3 separate regions of the Anser cygnoides genome follow, and regions 2 and 3 are each linked to region 1. A link is a contact called in public Hi-C data. All regions are on one chromosome and are shown on one strand. The core of a region is the stretch at or near the end of the contact, and the rest is flanking DNA. Distances in the headings are between cores, read along the strand shown.

Evidence for each region. Hi-C and Micro-C count contacts between places; a contact is called where the count stands out from the background.
Region 2: a Hi-C map of liver shows a contact between it and region 1, with 6 times the contacts expected there. The contact joins the promoter of ACAA1 here to the enhancer-like site in region 1. A contact is called at or near these places in 3 of 7 Hi-C or Micro-C datasets (granulosa cells and liver).
Region 3: a contact with region 1 is called in a Hi-C map of liver, with 7 times the contacts expected there. The contact joins the promoter of LOC106036790 here to the enhancer-like site in region 1. A contact is called at or near these places in 2 of 7 Hi-C or Micro-C datasets (both in liver).

Annotation. Positions count from the first base shown.
Region 1 is chr2:5,614,985-5,618,497 of Taihu_goose_T2T_genome, forward strand. It overlaps LOC106036846 (cryptochrome DASH-like), which reads left to right. Exons shown (of 16, transcript XM_066991426.1): 10 at 1,364-1,437; 11 at 2,839-2,928. Among named protein-coding and RNA genes, the nearest start is that of MYD88, 14 kb to the right of the region's middle. Within about 2 kb of position 1,732, at least 1 of the 3 cell types and tissues checked has open chromatin away from gene starts, as enhancers often do. A contact at or near this core is called in liver, where this site is marked.
Region 2 is chr2:5,517,161-5,520,466 of Taihu_goose_T2T_genome, forward strand. It overlaps ACAA1 (acetyl-CoA acyltransferase 1), which reads right to left and starts at 1,675. Exons shown (of 12, transcript XM_066991431.1): 1 at 1,431-1,675; 2 at 209-302. The coding sequence starts at 1,652. LOC106036842 (mitogen-activated protein kinase kinase kinase 3-like) reads right to left here. Exons shown (of 15, transcript XM_066991411.1): 15 at 3,300-3,306.
Region 3 is chr2:5,742,508-5,746,345 of Taihu_goose_T2T_genome, forward strand. It overlaps LOC106036790 (solute carrier family 22 member 13-like), which reads left to right and starts at 1,996. Exons shown (of 10, transcript XM_066991413.1): 1 at 1,996-2,547; 2 at 3,507-3,610. The coding sequence starts at 2,176.

The DNA.
Region 1 (3,513 bases), core at 482-2,981:
TTCCTTAGCTCCTGTGTAGCACTGTACAAAGGAGAGAATTAACATTATTTCAGTTTTATAGAGAGACAAACTAAATCAAAAAGAAGCCGTCCAGGACCTGGAAACGTAAGCCAAATACTTAGGAACGTAGTTTAGCGGCCATCCCTCTTAAGTGTTTTTTTCCATCGACTTCAGGGAATTGGAACCATCTTCTGGTTTCTTTACCTTGACTTGCCTCTTTTTGCTTTCCCTTCCCACATCAGCAGCAATTAAGTTCCTCCATTTTGGAGGAGTGCAAAGGAGCCTGAAGGGCTGCAGTTGCATTCGGGGTGAGGAACAACTGAACCAAGCTGCTGCCCACAGCTGAGAACAGTCAGATGTTCCTAGCAGTCTGGCACAAAAACTCGTGGCCAAATAATTACAGCTACTTCTTGCTCCCTCACGTTGGTGGGTGAAGCTGCTGACTGTGGTTCAGCTGTGCATCCTGACTGTCTTTGAACCTTTTTGTGGTTAGAAGCTGCCTTACGTTTTCCTCGTGTGAACTTAGACAAAGGCACGTGTGCTGATTTCCAGCAGGGATGAAGGGGGCAGCAGCTGACCAGCTGAGACTGTGAAAGAAGCGTGCTGTGTCCAGTACGCTCACTAACACGGCTTCCAGGGGATTCTTTCAGCTGTGCTATGAAGGTCCTGCATTTGCTTGGTGTTGGGGAGCATGCACAGCTTTTAATCTTTACGGAGCACTAATACAATCACTGGAAAACATGTTCCTTATTTTTTTGTAGTTATACAAATGTTACCAGCCCTTGTTGAGCTAGAACAGCCCGCTAGTGCTTGTAACCTGTGCTGTGGATCAGGGAAAGATCAGGTTTCCCTCTGATGTCCTTTGCGTTGCCAGCGGAGCCTAGAAAACGGCAGATCAGCACCCTGCCGTGAACGTGGGTGGCCCAGAAATAACAGCGATCGGGATTCCTGCAGGCGAGCGTTGAGTGCTGTCAGGCGCTGTGGTTCTCAAACCCAAGCAAGCAGCCTCGTGGACAGGGCAACTGGCCAACCTGGCTACAAGCGCTGCTCCTGAACGGGTTATTGATCCGGAGTCAGACGGTGCGGGCAGGGAGCAGCGCGGTTTCAGAGCGCTTGGAGAAAGAAATGTGCTACAGGTTGAAGCAGGGAGCACGGCTTGTGACACGTTTCCCAGAGCTGCAGTGAAAACTGCTGGCCTGATTAATTCCCGTGCACTCGAGGCAGTAATTTGGCAGCGCTGTAACCCTTGCAGGCAGCCGTGAGAGGGAGCCCAGTCCTGCCAGATCGTCCTGGCTCTGACATAAAAGACATTTTAGCAGGTGGCATGTAAAGTATTAAAATCTTTTGTTCTTTTCTTGCGCAGAACCTGGTCGCATCCTACAAGGAGACTCGGAACGGGCTGATAGGAGTGGATTACTCAACCAAATTTGCACCATGGTAAAAAAACTTTTGTTGCGAGACTTGAAGCTGTCTGCCCCCACCCCAAATCAATGTTACCTGTTTGCTGAACACTCTTAGCATGGACAGGGACCTGAGTGTGATTCCCTCGTCCTTTCTGTTGGGGTACAGCAGTCTCAGAACTGCTCTTTATTACCAGGCAGTGGTTCCCTGGGAACACTGTTGCAGTTAGGAATTGCTGAAGGGCAGCAATGCTGTGCCAAGAGCTCAGCCTGCTGAGAGCAGCCATGTGGGCAGGACACCGGAGGGACAAACAGCTGGTCTCGGGCTTTGCGCTGCTTTATGTATCTGTGCAACAGAACCGCAACGTGAAACAATTTTCTGGGGCTGCTACAGGTCAGGTTTTTTGTTTTCAACCGGCCTTGTGCTTCAGTGTTTGCAGCGGATGGCTCCACCTGGTGGCACTTGGGGATCCCAGGGCCGCTGGCACTGCGGGAGGTTCGTTCTCCGTTGTGGCCTCCACTCGAGTTTTTTCCAAGCTGGCCGTTTGCCCAGCACAGACAGTCCTGATCCGCCTGCCCCGAAGCGTTCTTCTGTCAGACAATCAACATCAGACCGGGTCAGATCGCAGCCAGCCGTTCACGTCTCACACTGGTCATTTCTGAAGTGTGCAGCTGCTCAGCAATTAAGGAAAAACTCCTCAGGTCCTTTCTTCCTGTTTTCCAAAACTCACCAGAAGGTCAAATGTTTCCATCAACCCCGGTGAGGAATAGCATTAAAATACATTTCTGGGAAAATCTTTGGGTCTTATCACCCTTTTCCATCAGGCTGGAGTCTACGTGCTGTTTTCTGTCTTGCACAGCACCGATTTGGAGCAAACGGAAGGAGCCCACTGGGTTGAAATGCCAGAGCTGGGTTTCATTCCCTAGTTTTCCTACCCTGCCTGAGATTTTCAGCAAGTCACTTGCCTTCTGTGGTTCCTCAAATGAGACACTTGGGTGCTGCAGCAGTAGGAGCCCTGGACGTTGTGATAAATAGGTGTGTAGGAGAAGGAGGGCCGCTGGCCCGCCGAGGCAGATGATGAAGAGGTTTGAGATCCATTTCTGGGTTTGTCGTTGGTGCACTAAGTCACCAGCTGATAAGTCTTCTAGGCAAAAGTGTCAAACTTCTGTCAAGTGATTTATCTTGGTAGCTTTGGGGCTCCCGGAACAGTCAGACGCTGTGAAGGGGAGGATTTTCATTTTCATTTTCACTCGGAGTTGCAAAAAAAGTCATACCACTTGAGTGAAGCCGTTTGGGAAGTCGGTGGCATGACTGCAAACTGTGCCAAGGTTTTTCAGGCTCTGAGCACAAAACTGCCCCTCCACGCCCTCTGTGGAGACATCGAGCTGTGAGGCATTGCCCTGCACTGCACTCCAGACATCTTCCTTCTGCTTTCAGGCTGGCGCTAGGCTGCATTTCACCTCGATACATCTACGAGCAAATACGGAAGTATGAAAAAGAGAGAACAGCAAATCATAGCACATACTGGTATGACCCTGCGTGATCGCTGTGGTGTGTTTTTTCTGAAAAGGAAGCTGGCATCTCACGCACAGGAGAGAGTGATTTGTTAACTTTCTTCTTAATTGATGTCTGTTTTTCCTGTGCCTGCTGTCTGGTTCCTCTGGGGCGCACCGCACTTCTGTTTCAGTATGGATTTATTAGTCTGCCTTTGACATCCAGAGGCTTTAGGCATTTTATAAGTGAAGATTATTAATGCTACTTGTCATGCCTATTGGTGGGGAATTGCTGCTCATAATTTTTAAGATTGATATCTGTAAATCAGCACCATCCCTCTCTGTACTGTTATAATGGGCTAGACGAGAAGGAAGAAGAACGATTTGCACATAAAAGCCAAAGGGTTTCTCATGCCGAAGGTAGGAGCGGGGTTTCACCCAAAAGGCTCGGGTGCTGTGCGACTCGCACGGATCACACGGTGCCAGAAGGACCTCTGGCCATGGCCCAGCAAAGGGCCCTGCGCTTGCTCAGCTGTCTGGCCATGACCACAACGCCTTAGAAAAGGGGAAGAAGGGACGTGGAAGTGGGCTTAATGCACCCAGCCTTGTGATCCCTGCT
Region 2 (3,306 bases), core at 425-2,924, 98 kb before region 1:
TTTGCTGCGGACACCGAAGGGACACTAGTGTCACCGTGGCTCGGTGCCATCTGATCGGAGCCCAGCCACTTGGGACAGTCATCAAGGGCGTGTTAATTTCACGAGCGTAATAACGCCACGCATCAACCCCTTCTGATCCCCACAACACCCGCCAGTCTCCCGTGGGCCTGTCCCAGAGCCTCTAGCAGGACGGAGGGCGATCACTCACCCACACAGATGTCTCCCAGCGCCTCTGGACGAAGCCCGACGTCCTGCAGGACGGCGGTCATAACGGCAGACAGCAGCTCATCGGGCGTGGTATCCTGCAAGCACACGGGGTTAGCGCTACTCAGCGAACACCGACGACTGCCCCGCCACCAGCTCGCCTTCGTGCTGCTGCAGAGGGTCGGTGCCCGGGCTTACGCAGCGCTACCTCACCTCTACAGCCACCACCAGACCGAGCTGAGTTTTCCTACAAAGGCGTTACTCTTATGTGTGTTTTTGCCTTGAGTGTTTTTCAAGCACTGTAACACGCGCAGCTTGCTCACCTAGCTGGGATTTATACGAATGTGTGTCGTAGGGCCTTGAAAGTAAAGCAACTAGGATGAGTTATATATGGCACGAGCATGCAGAGACTCGGAGTTCCCTCTGTGTAAAACCGAGATGACCCCAAAGGGCAGCAGCTGGACCCCACCACCCGCAGAGCTCCAGCTGAGTTACTGCGGGGATTTCAGCGCCCAGCAGCGCGTGGCACACGCCTGGAGTGGGTTTTGCACAAATCAGTGACTTAAGACTATAGCTGTGTGTGCCGTCATCGACCCCAAATTCAACACAGCCCCTTGAAAGCCCAGAAAAAACACAGGCAGCTTGGGAACACCTCATGTCCCACCACCACCACCTCCACTTGCAGGTGCCGTGGCTGTCCCGGGGCTGGGTTTGTGGGAACGTGATGTGAGAAGAGACTGAGGAAGACAGAAAGCGACAGCAGTCGCCTGGCACCATGCTTGGGTCTTGCTCAGACCCCGGGACACCACTGCTATGGCTCGGCAAGGAGAAGGCTGGCCCAGGAGGTCCACACCAAGAGGTCCGCAGCAAGGTGAGGGAGATGCTCCTCACCGCGGTTCCTCAGGGAACCGGGACAGGTGGGCTCAGCGTGGGGCAGGACATGACGGGGCTGGGCACCCCACAGCAGCCTGCGGGGCTAGGGGGCTCCCGGTGGCACCGCAGCACCCCCAAAAAATGATTTTATTTTCCTGATGGTTGGCGAGCGGAGCCCCCCCTGGGCGGTGGGCAGCGAGGGTAACCCCTGAGGGGGTGCTGGTGGGGGGGGAGGCTCAACACTTTGGGGCGGGGACAGCTCCCTGAGGGGGAAGCGAGGATTTTGGGGTCCGGAGGCGCGAGGGGCAGCAGGGAGGGGAACCCCCCCACACCCCAAAAAAGCAGAGCCGTACCTTGAACCCCCCGCGCTTGGCTCGGCCGATGGCCGTCCTCCTCCCGTGCACCACCACCACGTCGTCGGGGCCGGCGGCTCCCCCGGCCCGGCTCCCGCAGGGCGCTGCCCACACGGCGGCCGGGGGCTGCCCCGAGAGGTGCCCCAGCACCGCCCGCACCCGCCGCAGCGCCCCGCCGCTGCCCCCCGCCGCCATCTTGGCGTCCCCGGCCGCCGCCGCCATCTTGACGACCCCGCGGCGGGGAGGGAGGGGGGCGGGGCTTCGCGGGGACACGCCCTCTTCATTTGCATGGCCACGCCCACCGCTCGCTGGGCCCCCCCCCCCCGGGTTGGGCTCCGTGGGTGGGTGGGGAGGAGGAAGGGGGGAGGGAAGGGATTGGGGTAAATAAACGGAAAAAAAGGAAATAAGACAAATAAAAGGTTAAAAAAAAAAAAAAGTTAAAATTAGAATAAAAATTAGAATAAAAATAAAAATTAAAATTAAAAATTAAAATTAAAATTAAAATTAATAGCAAATTCTATGAGTGTCTGAAAAGATAAAATGCAAATAAATAAAAATAAGAATAAATGAATGAAACGAAAGAAGGCAGAAATAAAAGAGCCCGCCCCCAACCTTTTGCCGTGGTGTAACACCAGGCCAACGTGACCGGGGAGTGCATGCGTGGTGGTGGTCCCTATTTCAGGCCCAAGCCCCCCGCCCCGCTGCTCAGCAGCCCCCGAGGAGGGAACGACACAGGGGGCTGGCCACACGCTCGGCAGACGCACAACATCACACCGGAGCCTTTTTCCAACGGAAGGAAAACGTTTCTCTGGGATACACACGGCGACACCGCACGCGGAGCGGGGACACGGCCCCAGCAGGGCCGCCCCGCTCCCCCGGGTGCGCTGGGCAAAATAAAAAAAAATATAAAAAAAAAAAAAAAAAAAAGGAAATTTACATGGCATAATATTACATTCTCTTCTAGTTTTCATTTTGTACATCAGAACACTGCGAGGGTTTTTAAAAAAACACAAAGGCAAAGGCACCTGAGGAGCGAGTCGCACTCACACGCGCGCACTCACACGCAGCCTTGCACGCACACCCCTGTACACACCCCCCCATGTACACCCCCATGTACACACACACATACAAACACACTCACCCATGAGCCAGGGGACCAGGCTGTCCCAGGGAGGCTTTCTGGGGTGCTTTGTGGGGCTGACGAGGCCCCAGGGAGCGTTTTGGAGGGTCCCCCGTAGCCTCCCCCAGCGCTCGGGCAGCGCGGCTGGGCCCCACTTTTGTTCTCGAGTCTTTGGAGAAAATAACAGCTCACATCCACCCCTAAGGGGTGAAAAATCAAAGCTGAACAGGTTCGGTGAAAGGGGAGAAAACAGCATAAAAACATTTCCAGCTTTACTGAAACTCCCTTTTTGTTCGTCTCTTCTGACAACACCTTATTTGCCAGCACATTTTTTCTTGTGTTTTTTTTTTTTTTTAATCCATCCTCTAGAACTAACCAGAGTGATTTGGTCCTATTCACAGAATAAAATCCTTTCTTTCCCCTAGAGGAAGGAGGCGACTATTCCCCCCCTGCGGAGGGGACGGCCCGGAGATCCGGCATCCACCACCCTGGTGGCCAGACACAAAGCTCGGGTAGGTGCCGGCCTCGGCAGCTCCGTGGACACACTGACAGGGAACCCTTCTAGCTATTTAATTTGCCCAAACAGCCCCAGTCTTTTTTTCTTTAACTGAAATAATTCTGGTTTCTGCCTCTCTCTCTGGAGCTGTAGCCACAGCACGACTCGATCTCTTCCGCCCGGCAGAATTCAAGGATGTGCAAAGTCACACAACCAGCCCCGTTCTCCATTTCCCCTTTGCTCCAGGCAACCCTTTTCAT
Region 3 (3,838 bases), core at 746-3,245, 130 kb after region 1:
ATGGGAGGCTTGGTGACCCCCGGGAGGACTCGATGGTGGCGGTCTATGAGAGTCTGCGCGGGGTTGGGGTCAGGGTGGCATTTAGGGCTGGATGCTGGGGGCTTCTCAGTAGCTGGAAGGTTTGCTCCGAGCTCTGCACACCCTGTGCAGCTGGGGATGAGCTTCTGCTGGCCAGGAACAGTATTGGAGTGGGATGATTTATATCCCAAGAGGTGTCTGGAGAACAAACTGCTCTCCCTCCTCTCCACCTCCAAACACTTGTTCTTTCCAACTTCTCCAGGGCAGACCTGATCCAAAGGTGCCTCCGAGGTCTTCCCTCTACATCTGAAGTGCAACCAGGACCTCAACAAAACGCACTGAAGGTGAGAGACCCCAGATACATCCACATCTCTCATTGTCTTGACGGTTCTTAGGCTGTTCCTCTCTAGGCACCGGTATCCCCTGCTGCAACACACTCCCATGCCAGCGGTCATGCTTTGGGCTGCGAGGGAAGGACGTGTCAGAAGGGAAAGGTCTCTAAGTTTCCGGTCTTCTGTTAACTTTTCTTGCTAGGGCTCTCCGGCTTAGTTTGCCATTTTCTGCATCTATTTATCTTAAGGCGTTCCTCCTTAATGACCGATCCAGAGAACTTTACCTTGGGTGAACACAACTTCCAAGTTTAAGATGTGCGATGGGAAGGGATGATCTTGGTCACTGAATCTCAAGCCCTTCATCCGAGTCAACTTCTTAGCAGTCTTTCGAGCCTAACCTCACTCAAGAATCCCCAGAGAATGATACCCCAGTGCTCTCCCCTCCCTGCCTCTGTAAGAAATCCATTTATGGATGCTCCTAAAGCTTTTTGAAGCTGCCCTACACCAGGGCCTCACCGCCCTCCTGTGGGTCACTGGTCCACGCCAGTTGGCCGTGCTGCCCGTTCCTTTGGGCTTCCCTGCTCTCCTTACCACCTCCCCATCGCCTTCTCGCAATCTCCTCGCAGCCGATGAATTTGCACCTGGAAAGCAACCTGCCCTGGAGGGTGTGCACCTCCTGAAATTTCCGACTCACTCAATGGGAACGCAGCGTGGGTACAACTTCCAACCCGGAGCGCTGCACTTTCTTCAAGTTTACCTACTCCTTGTGGCTGCCTACAGCTGCCGGGCTTATCTTGGGTTTAAGTCTCGGTTCCAGCCCTGGGAATCTGTCTTTGCAGATGCTGCTGCCTATGCCAGGCATCGGGGAAATTTTGAAAGCAGTTGTGTTTTTTTTGAGACATTTCAGAAATGGCTGGTGCCGTTCTCCGTGCTTCCATGCCTCAGTGTCTTTCCACCAGTTTTGCCAGCTTTTTATGGTTCCAAACCTGGTCACACCACGAGTTCATTCTCTCCCGTCCCTCCTGTTGATCCTACAGATTTCTCTCTCGTTCTGTGATGAGGCGAGGTCAGGCTTTTCTCGGGGTTTCTGCCTGAGCACAGTTGCTTTCCCTTTGTCCTAAAAGTGGCATCATCTCTTCCTTCTGGTCGTGTTTTGTGCCAGTCCGGGTCCAGGCAGCCCATGACTGGTGTCTGACCGACCTTCCTGGGCTTTCCCGTTTCAGCTGTGGTGGAGAAGAGTGGATGAGGCCGCTTAGGGCCCGGAACTCCTTTTACCACAGAGGCAGAAGACAGAGAGGGGAGATGGTACGGGGAAGCCGCGGAAGATGAAGGAAACGGAGTCTCCCGTCGGCTGGGATGGCAGCCAGCTGGCCGCCCTTCCTCCTCTCTGGCTCTGCCCAGCCGTTAGCATCACTCCATTTCTTGGACTTTTCCCAGCTCCGCATCACGCTGGGCTGTCTTGGCCTCCGTGAACCTTGCTCACTCGAGTAGAGCAAGCGCCTGCAATTGATTCGGACAATTCGGTCTTCCCCCGTGTCATTGCCACATGGCCCTGGCAGAGGCACGATCCAGATCTCCTGAAGCAGGGGTTGGTTCTGCACGCTTTATCCAGTACCAGACACCGTATGTGGGTGGCCCAGAAATGATTAATGTGTTACACAGTGTACTTAGGACATGTAAAACATCAGGCGTTAAGTCTCTCCTGAAGAGACTGCATATTTGTAGTGCCTGCCTACGTCTGCAGAGCTTATCTTGGGATTAAACATTAATTCCAGCCCGCAGGAAAGTCTGTCCCAGCACTGTCCTCTTCCCGACTCAGCTGACAATGTCGGGCATCGGGGAAATTCTGAAGGCAGTTGGTGATTTTGGGACATTTCAGAAACGGCTGGTGCTCTTCTCCGTGCTCCCATGCCTCAGCCTGGCCTTCCACCAGTTTTGCCAGCTTTTTATGGTTCCAAACCTGCCTCATTACTGCAACACCAGCTGGATCCGTGCCGTCGGCCCCAACCTGACCGAGGAGGAGCAGCTGAACCTCACCGTGCCCCGCGACGCGGACGGGGCGTACGAGCAGTGCTCCATGTACTCGCCCGTGGACTGGGACCTCGGCTCCATCGTGGCGTACGGCCTGAACGCCACGGAGAAGTGCAGCAGTGGCTGGGTGTACCCCTCAGCACAGCAGCCGTCCCTGCTCACCGAGGTCTGTAAATGCCTTTTGACGCCGTGGGGACGTGGAGGGGAAGGGATGGACGGGAGCCTCCTGTCCTGCACTTTGTGGAAGGCCAAGGCAGAGGCGGTGTGGGGCTGAGTCCAGCACATGCTCTGCCCACCGGACAGCCCCTTGCCAGCACCCAAGTAACTCACTGTACCTGGCCTGGGGGGACCTTTTTGGTCTCCCTGCCACAGTTTCCCCTATTCTGCTGCCTGGTTCTCCTCACAGCACCTTCCCTCTGAAAGACATTTACTTTCCAAGAGCTTTAATTTGTCCTTGAGTTTTCTGGGACCTCCAGAGCCCTTCAGGGCTTAGACAAGATGTGGTCCTTATGGGCCATGCAGATGAGCAAAGGCCCTGCCTCCTGGCATCTCCAACATCTTCCTCTCTGCACCTTTCTTCTTCTCTCTCCCCACATTCCTCCCTCTTTCCTCTCTCAGTCTTTCCTCCCTCCCAGCTCCATCTGTCTCTTGGGCACCTTCCTGTGGGCTAAAACCAGATGAGAGAGCCCAGCCTGTGGCATTTCCAAAGGTTCCTTGGCTCCCCTGGAGCCCTGTGTCCTGCCTCCAGCCTGTCCCACCCTGCCCAGCCTTTGCAGCCAGGGCAGCCAGGTGCTGGGACCCCTCTCCGAGGCCCCACTTCACCCAACACTTCCCAGCCAGGAGGCTCCCTTGGGCTGCCTGGCCTTGACGCACTCCTGCAGGTCCCGGTGCTTGGGGCATCGCTGAGTGCCCAGGGGTCTGTCCCACCTCCAACTTGTGCAGCTCATGCACACGATAGAGACCCGCATCCTTGGGAGAGGGATCTCTGCTTCCAGGGGCTAAGGCGAGAGCCCGGGCACCCACCTCCTGTCCCCACCCAGGGCCAGCCGTGCTGCCCGTCCTGAGAAAGCAGCTGCCCAGCTGGGACCTGGCAGGAACAAAAGCAGCTGTGTTTCCCTCCTCCAGTTCGACCTCGTGTGCGACAGGAAGGACCTGAATGACATCTCCCAGTCTGTCTACATGCTGGGACTGTTCCTGGGAGCCATGATCTTTGGGCCACTAAGCGACAGGTGAGGACACACAAGGAATTGCCCATGGTCTCCTATAAACCAGCAGTGTGTAGTGTCATGCACTGCTCCAGGACTGGCTGGCCACAACACTGTGTATTTGGTCACTGCTCCTCACTCACAGTGACTGTCCCAAAATTACAGTGACCCTGACCAAAGTCCTTAGGCCTTGTGTGAACATGGAGTGGAAAAGTAGAGGGCAAAGTGTCTGCATAGAGTGTTTCACATGTA